2 separate regions of the Mus musculus genome follow, and region 2 is linked to region 1. The links are chromatin contacts, called in public Hi-C maps. All regions are on one chromosome and are shown on one strand. The core of a region is the stretch at or near the end of the contact, and the rest is flanking DNA. Distances in the headings are between cores, read along the strand shown.

Evidence for each region. Hi-C and Micro-C count contacts between places; a contact is called where the count stands out from the background.
Region 2: a contact with region 1 is called in a Hi-C map of cortical neurons, with 2.4 times the contacts expected there. The contact joins two enhancer-like sites. A contact is called at or near these places in 2 of 39 promoter capture datasets (cranial neural crest and hippocampal neurons), 4 of 484 Hi-C or Micro-C datasets (cerebral cortex, cortical neurons and muscle stem cells) and 2 of 115 datasets of contacts at active chromatin or transcription factors (astrocytes and embryonic stem cells).

Annotation. Positions count from the first base shown.
Region 1 is chr14:47,588,910-47,593,424 of GRCm38.p6, reverse strand. No RefSeq gene overlaps it. Among named protein-coding and RNA genes, the nearest start is that of Atg14, 23 kb to the right of the region's middle. Within about 2 kb of position 2,609, at least 11 of the 459 cell types and tissues checked have an H3K27ac peak or open chromatin away from gene starts, as enhancers often do. A contact at or near this core is called in cortical neurons, where this site is marked.
Region 2 is chr14:48,988,691-48,993,392 of GRCm38.p6, reverse strand. No RefSeq gene overlaps it. Among named protein-coding and RNA genes, the nearest start is that of Gm36024, 5.9 kb to the right of the region's middle. Within about 2 kb of position 2,397, at least 96 of the 459 cell types and tissues checked have an H3K27ac peak or open chromatin away from gene starts, as enhancers often do. A contact at or near this core is called in cortical neurons, where this site is marked.

The DNA.
Region 1 (4,515 bases), core at 1,360-3,859:
GTGTCCAAATTAGTGAACCAATACATTTACTGAAGTTACTTATAGTGCAAGGGTACTGCATAATCTAAGGATATCATATGTGAATATCAAATGCCCTAATAAAACTGTCTTTGACAGTATTTTATTGCTGTGAAGAGACACCATGACCATGGCATCTCTTATAAAGAGGAAAGCATTTCATTGGGGCTGCCTTACAGTTCAGAGGTTTAGTCCATTATCATGGTGGAAAGCTTGGCAGCACACAGGGGACATGGTGCTGGAGAAGTGGCTGAGAGTTCTACATCTGGATCCACAGGCAGTAGGGAGAGAGAGCTACTAGACCTGACTTGGGCTTCTGAATCCTCAAAAACCACCCCTAGTGACACACTTCCTTCAACAATACTGAACTCCAAAAAGGCCACACCCCCTAGTCCTTCCAAATAAAGCTGCTCCCTAAGCATTCCAATCTGTGAGCCTATAAGAGCCATTCTTATTCAAACCACCACAGCGACAAAGTATTTTGTACAGTTAGTATGAACTAAGCAATACAGAGCGATACAGATTGCTCTTTCTAGAAGCTCGAGGAAGAAGCAACTTCAAAGACTATGTCCTATTGATGGAAAAATTCATAACCATAGAACTGAGGGCTGGAGAGATGGCCCAGTGGTTAAGAGCACTGACTACTCTTCCGAAGGTCCTGAGTTCAAATCCCAGCAACCATATGGTGGCTCACAACCATCCACAATGAGATCTGGTTCCCTCTTCTGGGGTGTCTGAAAACAGCTACAGTATACTTACATATAGTAAACAAATAAGTCTTTAAAAAGCAAAACAAAAAACATAGAGCTGAGATGCCTATTTCTTTAATAGCTATCAAATGTGGCCCACTCTCAGGCCCTAGAAGTTACCCACATTTCTTGTACTACAGCCCCATCCTATCTTCAAAGTCAGCAGTGAACAATCTTCCACATGCTCTAAAATCCCTCCCAATGAGCAGCTAATTCCTTTGTAGCAGCTCAGCAGCTAGGGCCAGGCTTAGCCAGAATATTCTCTTTCCTAACAATGGTCTTGGAATTTTAACTATATTAGCAAAATCCAAGAGCACCTGGGTTTGGGTTTGGACAGCTGGGGGACAGTTCATTAGGGCATAGGGCAGGGATTGGGGACCCCCCTCAGCATTCTGTCGTATGTGATGGGGCATAGTTTAAATTTTATTTTAGAGGCTGGAGAGATGGCTCAACAGTTAAGAGTGCTTGTTGATCTTTCGGAGGTTAGGAGTTCGGTTACCAGCATCCATAGCAGGACTTTTAACAATCATCTGCAATTTTAGTTCCTAAATTGAATGAAGATGGCTCCATTGGTCCATAGCAACTGACATTACTGGGAGGTGTGGCCTTGTGGGAGAAGGTGTGGGAGTAGACTTTGATGTCTTAGAAGTTCAAACCAGGTCTAGCGGCTGACAGTTCCTGACTGTTGCATGCAGATCCATATTTAGAATTCTCAGCTCCTTTTCTAGCACCATACCTGCCTATATATGACCATGCTTCCCAACATGATGATAATGAACTGAACCAGTACCAAATTAAATGTTTTCCTTTATAAGAATTACCGTGGTAATGGTGTCTCTTCACAGCAATAGAAACCTGAACTACGTAAGACAGGATACAAGGATGCTCTCTTCTGGCCTTCTCAGACATACTCACATGCACAAGCAGTGCATACACACAGAGAGACACACAAAATGGAGTAGGATATAAATAACATTGATCTGTTTTAGTTAGTTTGGGATGCCGTAGCAAAAAACCATCACAAACTGGGCAGTTTAAACAACAGAAATTCTCTTCTTCACCATTCCAGAGATTGGAAATTTAAGACCAAGGTACCCAAGGCCACCCTCTCTTCTTCCCTTCTAGATAGCCCCCTTCTTTCTGTCCCTTCTTCCCTTCTAGATAGCCTCCTTCTTTCTGTTCCTTTTGCAGCCCTTTCTCAAAACATGCACAACTCTGGTGTCTGTGTGTACTCACTCGCTATTCTTTTTTTTTTTTAAGATTTATTTATTTATTATATGTAAGTACACTGTAGCTGTCTTCAGACACTCCAGAAGAGGGCATCAGATTTCGTTATGGATGGTTGTGAGCCACCATGTGGTTGCTGGGATTTGAACTCGGGACCTTCGGAAGAGCAGTCGGTGCTCTTAACCACTGAGCCATCTCGCCAGCCCCTCACTTGCTATTCTAATGAAGACACCAGATTTATTTTTTAAAAAGATTTACTTACTATTATATCTAAATGCACTATAACTGTCTTCAGACACACCAGAAGAGGGTGTCAGATCTTATTAAGGATGGTTGTGAGCCACGATGTGGGTTGCTGGGATTTGAACTCAGGACCTTAAGAAGAGCAGTCTGTACTCTTAACTGCTGAGTCATCTCTCCAGATTTTTTAAATTGGTGTTTAAAAATACCTGTGACCTTTGGGGGGCAAGCAGTCTAAGTGCAATTATGAATACAAGAGTTCCTGATCTGTCAGGCTGGCACTGAGCCTGCAGCTCAGTAGGCTGCCGCCTTTAGCATACGTTATTAAATGAATCCATGCACCATTATATAAGATTCCAGCGTTGTCAGAAGGCTCCCTTTATCCTGATTAGAGAAACCATCCTTGGAGCTGTCGATTCTAGGACGTGTTTCCCACACTCCATGCTCGGGGTGGATTGCTTCATTAACTAACATCTATTGAGCAAATCAGCTTGGAACAGAGACAGGTGGATGAATAATTAAAAAAAAATTTTCTCTGAAGCAGTAGAATCAAATGGGAAAGACATTATTTTAAGTCTCCAAGTTCGTTTTGAAATCTCTTACATAAATGTGTCTGTTTATAGAACCATTCAGCACAGTTAAGTTCCTAAGAAAGCCAACGCATTGGAATTAATGATCCGCAGAAAGACAAATCTCTAGATATTTGCGTTTGCATTATCTTCTTGAATTATCTGGACCCTAACCATGGAGCAACAGAGTTCTGTATGTAGCTAAAGATAAATTCTCTGTAATTGCTGAAAATCTACCTGGGGCTTGGGGGTGCAAAATAATAACAGAAGTACCACATCTGGGTGGGTGGGATGGCTCTGTTGGTAGAGCCACTTGCTACCAGGCCTGATACTCTGAGTAGGATTCCTTCCACATGTTGGAATAAGAGAACCTACTCTTGACAATTGTCTTTTGACCATCACAAGTTTTCTTTTCTTTTCTTTTTTTTTTTGGTTTTTCAGGACAGGGTTTCGCTGTATAGCCCTGGCTGTCCTGGATCTCACTTTGTAGACCAGGCTGGCCTCGAACTCAGAAATCTGCCTGCCTCTGCCTCCCGAGAGCTGGGATCAAAGGTGTGCGCCACCACGCCCAGCTCATCACAAGTTTTCTGTAGAGTACACTTGTCCATGGACACTCCAGCAAACATAATACATATAAAAGAGATTCCACACCTGAAAATCTGTGTATGATGGTGAACCCTGTAATGCCAGCACTTGGAGGGTAGAGGATATATAGTTTGTGACCAGCCTGAGCTACATGAGAAGAGGGAAGGGGAATAAAAGAGGAAGGAAGGAAGGAAGGAAGGAAGGAAGGAAGGAAGGAAGGAAGGAAGGAAGGAAGGGAGGGAAAAGAAAGGAAAGGTGAAAGAAAAGCTGTTCCTTTCTCACCATGAGCCATTGCCAGCCCCTTCCTCCCTGTGCAGCCAGCAGCATCTTGCCTGGCTCATCAGCTTCTCTGCATCCCTCCTGACTCAGCACCCCACCAGACTGACCCTGCCTTGCCTTGCTGCCTGTGCCTGATAAATGGCCTCTGCTCTCTGCATAGAGAGCACCAAAGCTCCTCTGACTCTCCCTGTGACATCCAGGGTAACCATGATGCCAACGAACCCTGTTTCAGAATGCTCAGAATTGTGCTTCAACTATAGTAAGTATGCTTGCTTTTCTCCAGCCCAAGCTTTTATTTTTAAAGATTTATTTATTTTATGTATCTAAGTACACTGTAGCTGTCTTCAGACACATTAGAAGAGGGAGTCAGATATCATTATAGATGGTTGTGAGCCACCGTGTGGTTGCTGGTATTTGAACTCAGGACCTCTGGAAGTCAGTGTTCTTAACCACTGAGCCATCTCTACAGCCCCAAGTATGCTTGCTTTTAAAGTCAATGCTTCTGGGTGCACAGTTTATGTTTTAAACATGAAAACTCATTTCAGGATAAAGGTGTAGAGAGGAGAAGTTCAGATTTCCCTATTCTTTTTCTGTCCTTAATGGATTATAACTAATGACAGTCTGACTATTTATAAAAGGAAGGACCAATTCTTGGTCTTCTAAGATGAAGTTCAAGATTAACAGACATATCCTTGAAGGATTGTGTTGTTTTTACTAACACCCTGAAATTGTTTTAAAAAAAAAATGGTACTTAGGGGCTGGAGAGATGGCTCAGAGGTTAAGAGCATTGACTGATCTTCCAAAGGTCCTGAGTTCAATTCCCAGCAGCCACATGGTGGCTCACCTGT
Region 2 (4,702 bases), core at 1,148-3,647, 1.4 Mb before region 1:
ACTTATTACAGTCATGGATGTCCGAAAAACCGGTGAGAAGTAACCAGAGAGGTCATTGACCTGGTAGACTTTCCAGTGGGCCAGGATGGAATGGATGCAAATAACAGCAGAAACAAGAGCCACGAGAATCAGAGGGATGGGTGCTCCATTCCTGACTGTGCAAACAGAGGAAATTAATCTCCTGCCAGATCCAAGCTTATAACCCTTACTGAAACTAAAATGGATGCATTAAATCAGAGCATATGACTTCCTAATAGCAGTATGAAATACGCCGATGGAGAAGCTAGACGAGAACTAAGAACAACAGGGTAAACTAGCACACATGCATGAAGATGTCACAATGAAATCTACTGTTTCATATACTAACTTAAAAGAATAAAAAACAAAGGTGTCTAAGAAAGCTCTACAGCTCCCGCTCAGGAAAGATCTTTACAGTAAAGGTTTTTGGGTTGTTGTTTTGGTCTTTTGTTTGTTTACTTGTTTGTGAGACAAAGTTTCTCTATGTAGCCCTGGCTGGCCTAGAACTCACTCTGTAGACTAGGCTGGCCTTGAACTCAGAAATCTACCTGCCTCTGCTGGGATGAAAGGTGATTGCCGCTATCTCCAGGCTACAATAAAGTTTTAAATTATTTATTATTATTTATAATAATAATAATAATAAAATCAGAGCAATAACTTGATGGCTGAAAGACATGGACAGAATTCTGGACTGAAATGGGGTGAGCACAGAGATCTTTATGATGCTATAACCCTTCAGTGTTCTGCTGGAGACACTGTGGCTTGTGGAAGGTGTTCAGCTCAGCAAGGTCGTTGATAGACCCAAGAGGAAAGAAGGCAGGGAGAAATGACTCAAGACTAGATCTGAGACTGTGGCTCTATCCACTCTGTATGAGGAGTCCTTATCCACAGGGGAAATACATTGAGTGTACTGAATTACCGTGCCTGCCTAAACCAGCCACTTTAGTGGGCCTAATGTCATTTGCTCATATAAATGTTCCCTACCAATTCATTCCTTTTTCACAGTGGCCGAGGAAATGTACATTCATTGTTAAAACAAACAAAGAACCCTTCTGTGCTGCCTGACTTGCAAGTGATGCTGAGACCCTCCCAGGATACAGGCTCAGCAGAGAATATCCCTGCCCTTTATTTGGTTTGTGGGAAGGGAGTGGGAGGCTATTGTTTGGATCCAGGACTGGCAATGTACACTGGAACATTCCTTCTCCACCTAAGCCCTGAGACAACCGCAATCCAGGAAAGAGTTAAGTCAGAAAGAGGAAAATATCTCACCAGCATAGCTTTTAAACAAAAGACATGAAAATGGAGGCTCTCCGTATATGGAAAAATTTTCCCTTTTCATCCATATTGATAGCCAGAGGGGGTTATTATTGAGAATATGGGTAAAGTTACTGCCAGTTTTTGCTGCTACTCGTGTTTAAAAAGAAACTATGGAAACCGAGAGAAGGAATATTAATTAAGTTCAAATTTGGAATGTCTTTGCCAGGCGTGGATGAATGAATTCAATGAAGCAACCTGTTGGGTTGAAACTCAGTGTTTTGTTTGCAATTAAAAGAGTGCTGAACTTTTCATAGATTAACACTTTTTGCAGTAATCTTATTAAAAGGTTATTTCTTCATGAGATTAGTTCTGGAATGCATTTTTTTTCTATTTAAAGAACCAGTAGATATTTTCTCTCCACCCCCTCCCCCACAATTGTAAGTAGCTGCATTACTAAGTATGCCCCCCAATGTTTACAAATGTTAATACATTTACTTGCTAAAAATAACACCAAATGGCACAGACTAGCAAATCCTCAAACACCCCAGCCTTGGCATCTTCCCCCACCTCTAACTGAAGAAACTTGTTACCAGTCTGGTAGATCATTAAGAGATTTGATTTGCAAAAACTAACTTCTCTCACCTGGAAATCCAAGCAACCTACAAGTTACTGGACCTGTTTTAATTTTTTTTAAGAGCCTGTGGTTTGAATATATATATAAACTTTCTAAGGTCCTTGGATAGTTACATGGTCTAAGAGTTATTTATAGCCTGTGACTTTTCTAAGACTGTTTCCAGTACTGAAAGACAGAGGCCCAAGTGGATAACGCTAACGAACAAATCTGAAACGAGACAATTCTTCATTTAAATAAAGCTAGACTAGCTTCATTGGCCACCGCGGGGGGTGGGTGGGGGGTGGGGGGGTGTTAAAGGATGCCCCCACTTTACAATGTGAGTAAGTTGTGGCCGTCGTAGTTCTCTGATTAATTTGCTTCTTTCTGGTAGGGGGATAGCAATGCTGAGGCAAACACTGACGAAACTGGAAATCAGCTCTGTTTAGTAAATGGGAAGCCGCGTTCTAAACACAGACAGCATCCTAAGGGCTCTGCTCGCATGCTAAGCCGCGTGCCTGGCTGATGGGCCGCCGCAGCTGCGGAACAATGCACTTCTCATGGATGGTAGGAGGGAGGCAGTCTTGTTTCAAGTAATACTATTTCTGGGCGGTAATCCAAAATGCGCAGTAGGCAGAAGTTAAAAGGAAGCGCTTGCTTTTAGGTTTTTAAAATATATCCCTTAATCCAGGGTGATGATTGACAATCATGATTTAGAGTATGAGGGGCCGCTCTTTAATCCAGTAAGTTTGATGTTATTTGTGTATCTAGTAGGGCTTTTATTCCACTAAAACTAAGTGGAAGCCTGTGCAATTGATGCCGCATTTCAGAATTGATTCTTGGCCTGTGCTCTATTTACAGATTAGTAAGCACACAGGATCCGGCCTCCTCATCTTTTTGAAATTTAAAGGTCTTGAAAGGCACATTTACAATTAAAATGTTTCTTGCTGTGTACGAGTGTGACCAGGAAGTGACGTTTTTTTCCCCCCTGTGATTTAATTTTTTTTCCCTAAACCAGAAAAGAAGCAGTTTGTAAGATTTTCTAATACAATTATCAAATGGAGCCTTAACCATTCATTCTGTTTACAGGTGGCTGAAATATTGTCGCCGATGCCTCTGTGTAATTTGTTGGAAGCACATTTGAGACATGTTACTGAACGGTCCCCTAGCCTTTGTTCCCCCTGTAGATCTCCATGGACGCTTTTTCTGGAGACTAGATCACTGTGCAGCCATTGTGCGCCTATTGTTTTCATCAACTGGGGCAATACTCTTCATAAAAGGCCCACATGATGAAACCATCATCTCGGAATCAAGAAGTCCAAAACTAAGATATAAACAGAGGGATCAGAGTGAGGGGTGCACTCTACGGTAGGGATGGAACGTGCTTCTTGTCCCTCGAACTGTCCTTGCTGTCCTTTCTTCAATCCTGAATAAAACAAACTGGCCTTAGAAATGAGAGGAGGAAAGGAAAAGCCGGAGTGACAGAGTTTTGTCTGCATTCTGAGGTCTTTAATTGGGAAATTCTTAAAGTAGAACACATTCACTGCGAAGCGTTTGGAAACTATTGAAACAGAGAGAATGCTGTGATCCCTGGTTCAGAGCAAAGACAGTCTTTGTTATATTTGACTTGTTTCGTTGTAAGGTTCTGGACTTCAGGGCTAAAACACTTCCCAGGAGACATTGAAGCTTTGGAGTGGGGACCTGGGTGAGACAAAGGGCTATGGGTTTGCTTTGTGTGAGCAAAACTTTCTGTGATTAAAAAAAAAAAAGAGTAATGGGTCCTTTTTGTGTTTAGAATATACTCTAATGTGATAAGTGAATGTTTACAGTACTGCTGTCTGTTAACATTTCCAAAGGCTCTTTGGCGTGCGCACACGCGCGGGGTGTGTGTGTGGGTGTTTAGGGAATTGTGTATTTGGTATTTAAAGGCTAATAAAAAATTGACAGGGAAATCATGTCAGACTATCTGCTGGAAACCAGCTATCAGTCCATATCCTTCCAGCCTTTAGACTTTCAGGCTCTTGTCATGAGCGGCTGAGTACTCTTATTTTTTTTTTTTTTTAAAGATTTATTTATTTATTATATGTAAGTACACTGTAGCTGTCTTCAGACACTCCAGAAGAGGGCGTTAGATCTTGTTACAGATGGTTGTGAGCCACCATGTGGTTGCTGGGATTTGAACTCTGGACCTTCGGAAGAACAGTCGGGTGCTCTTACCCACTGAGCCATCTCGCCAGCCCCCTGAGTACTCTTATAAACTGCCACTTGCCTGAGCTGTGGCCGATTGATTCATGAGAACTGCGTAGAAAAGTCATCAAATCTTAATGAGGATTTCTGAGACCTGTGATAGGTGGAGCTAAATCTGAGCCCAAGGATTAAATCCAGACTCCTTAGACTGCCAGGGAACAGACAATGATGGCCTTCATCCCAGGAACCAGACCAGACAGGTGGCTTTTCCTTTGCCCAAAGGATTCTTTCTCCCCTGCCTTACACTCTTACTGCATCTTCCTTGAAGGTGTCTTAGTGTCATCTTTGCCTGCTAACTGTAGCCATTGACTCCTCCAAATTCACAACCTCTCCCTCTGCATACAACATACTCTCACTCTCTCACACACACAGCACACTCACATACACATAACACATATACACTCACACCCATATACACATATACATACACATATACACATACATACACACAACACACACAACACGCTCACACATATAACACACACATACATAGCACACACATTCTCACACACATACACACTTACACACACATACACACTCACACATATATACACACACTCATATACATAC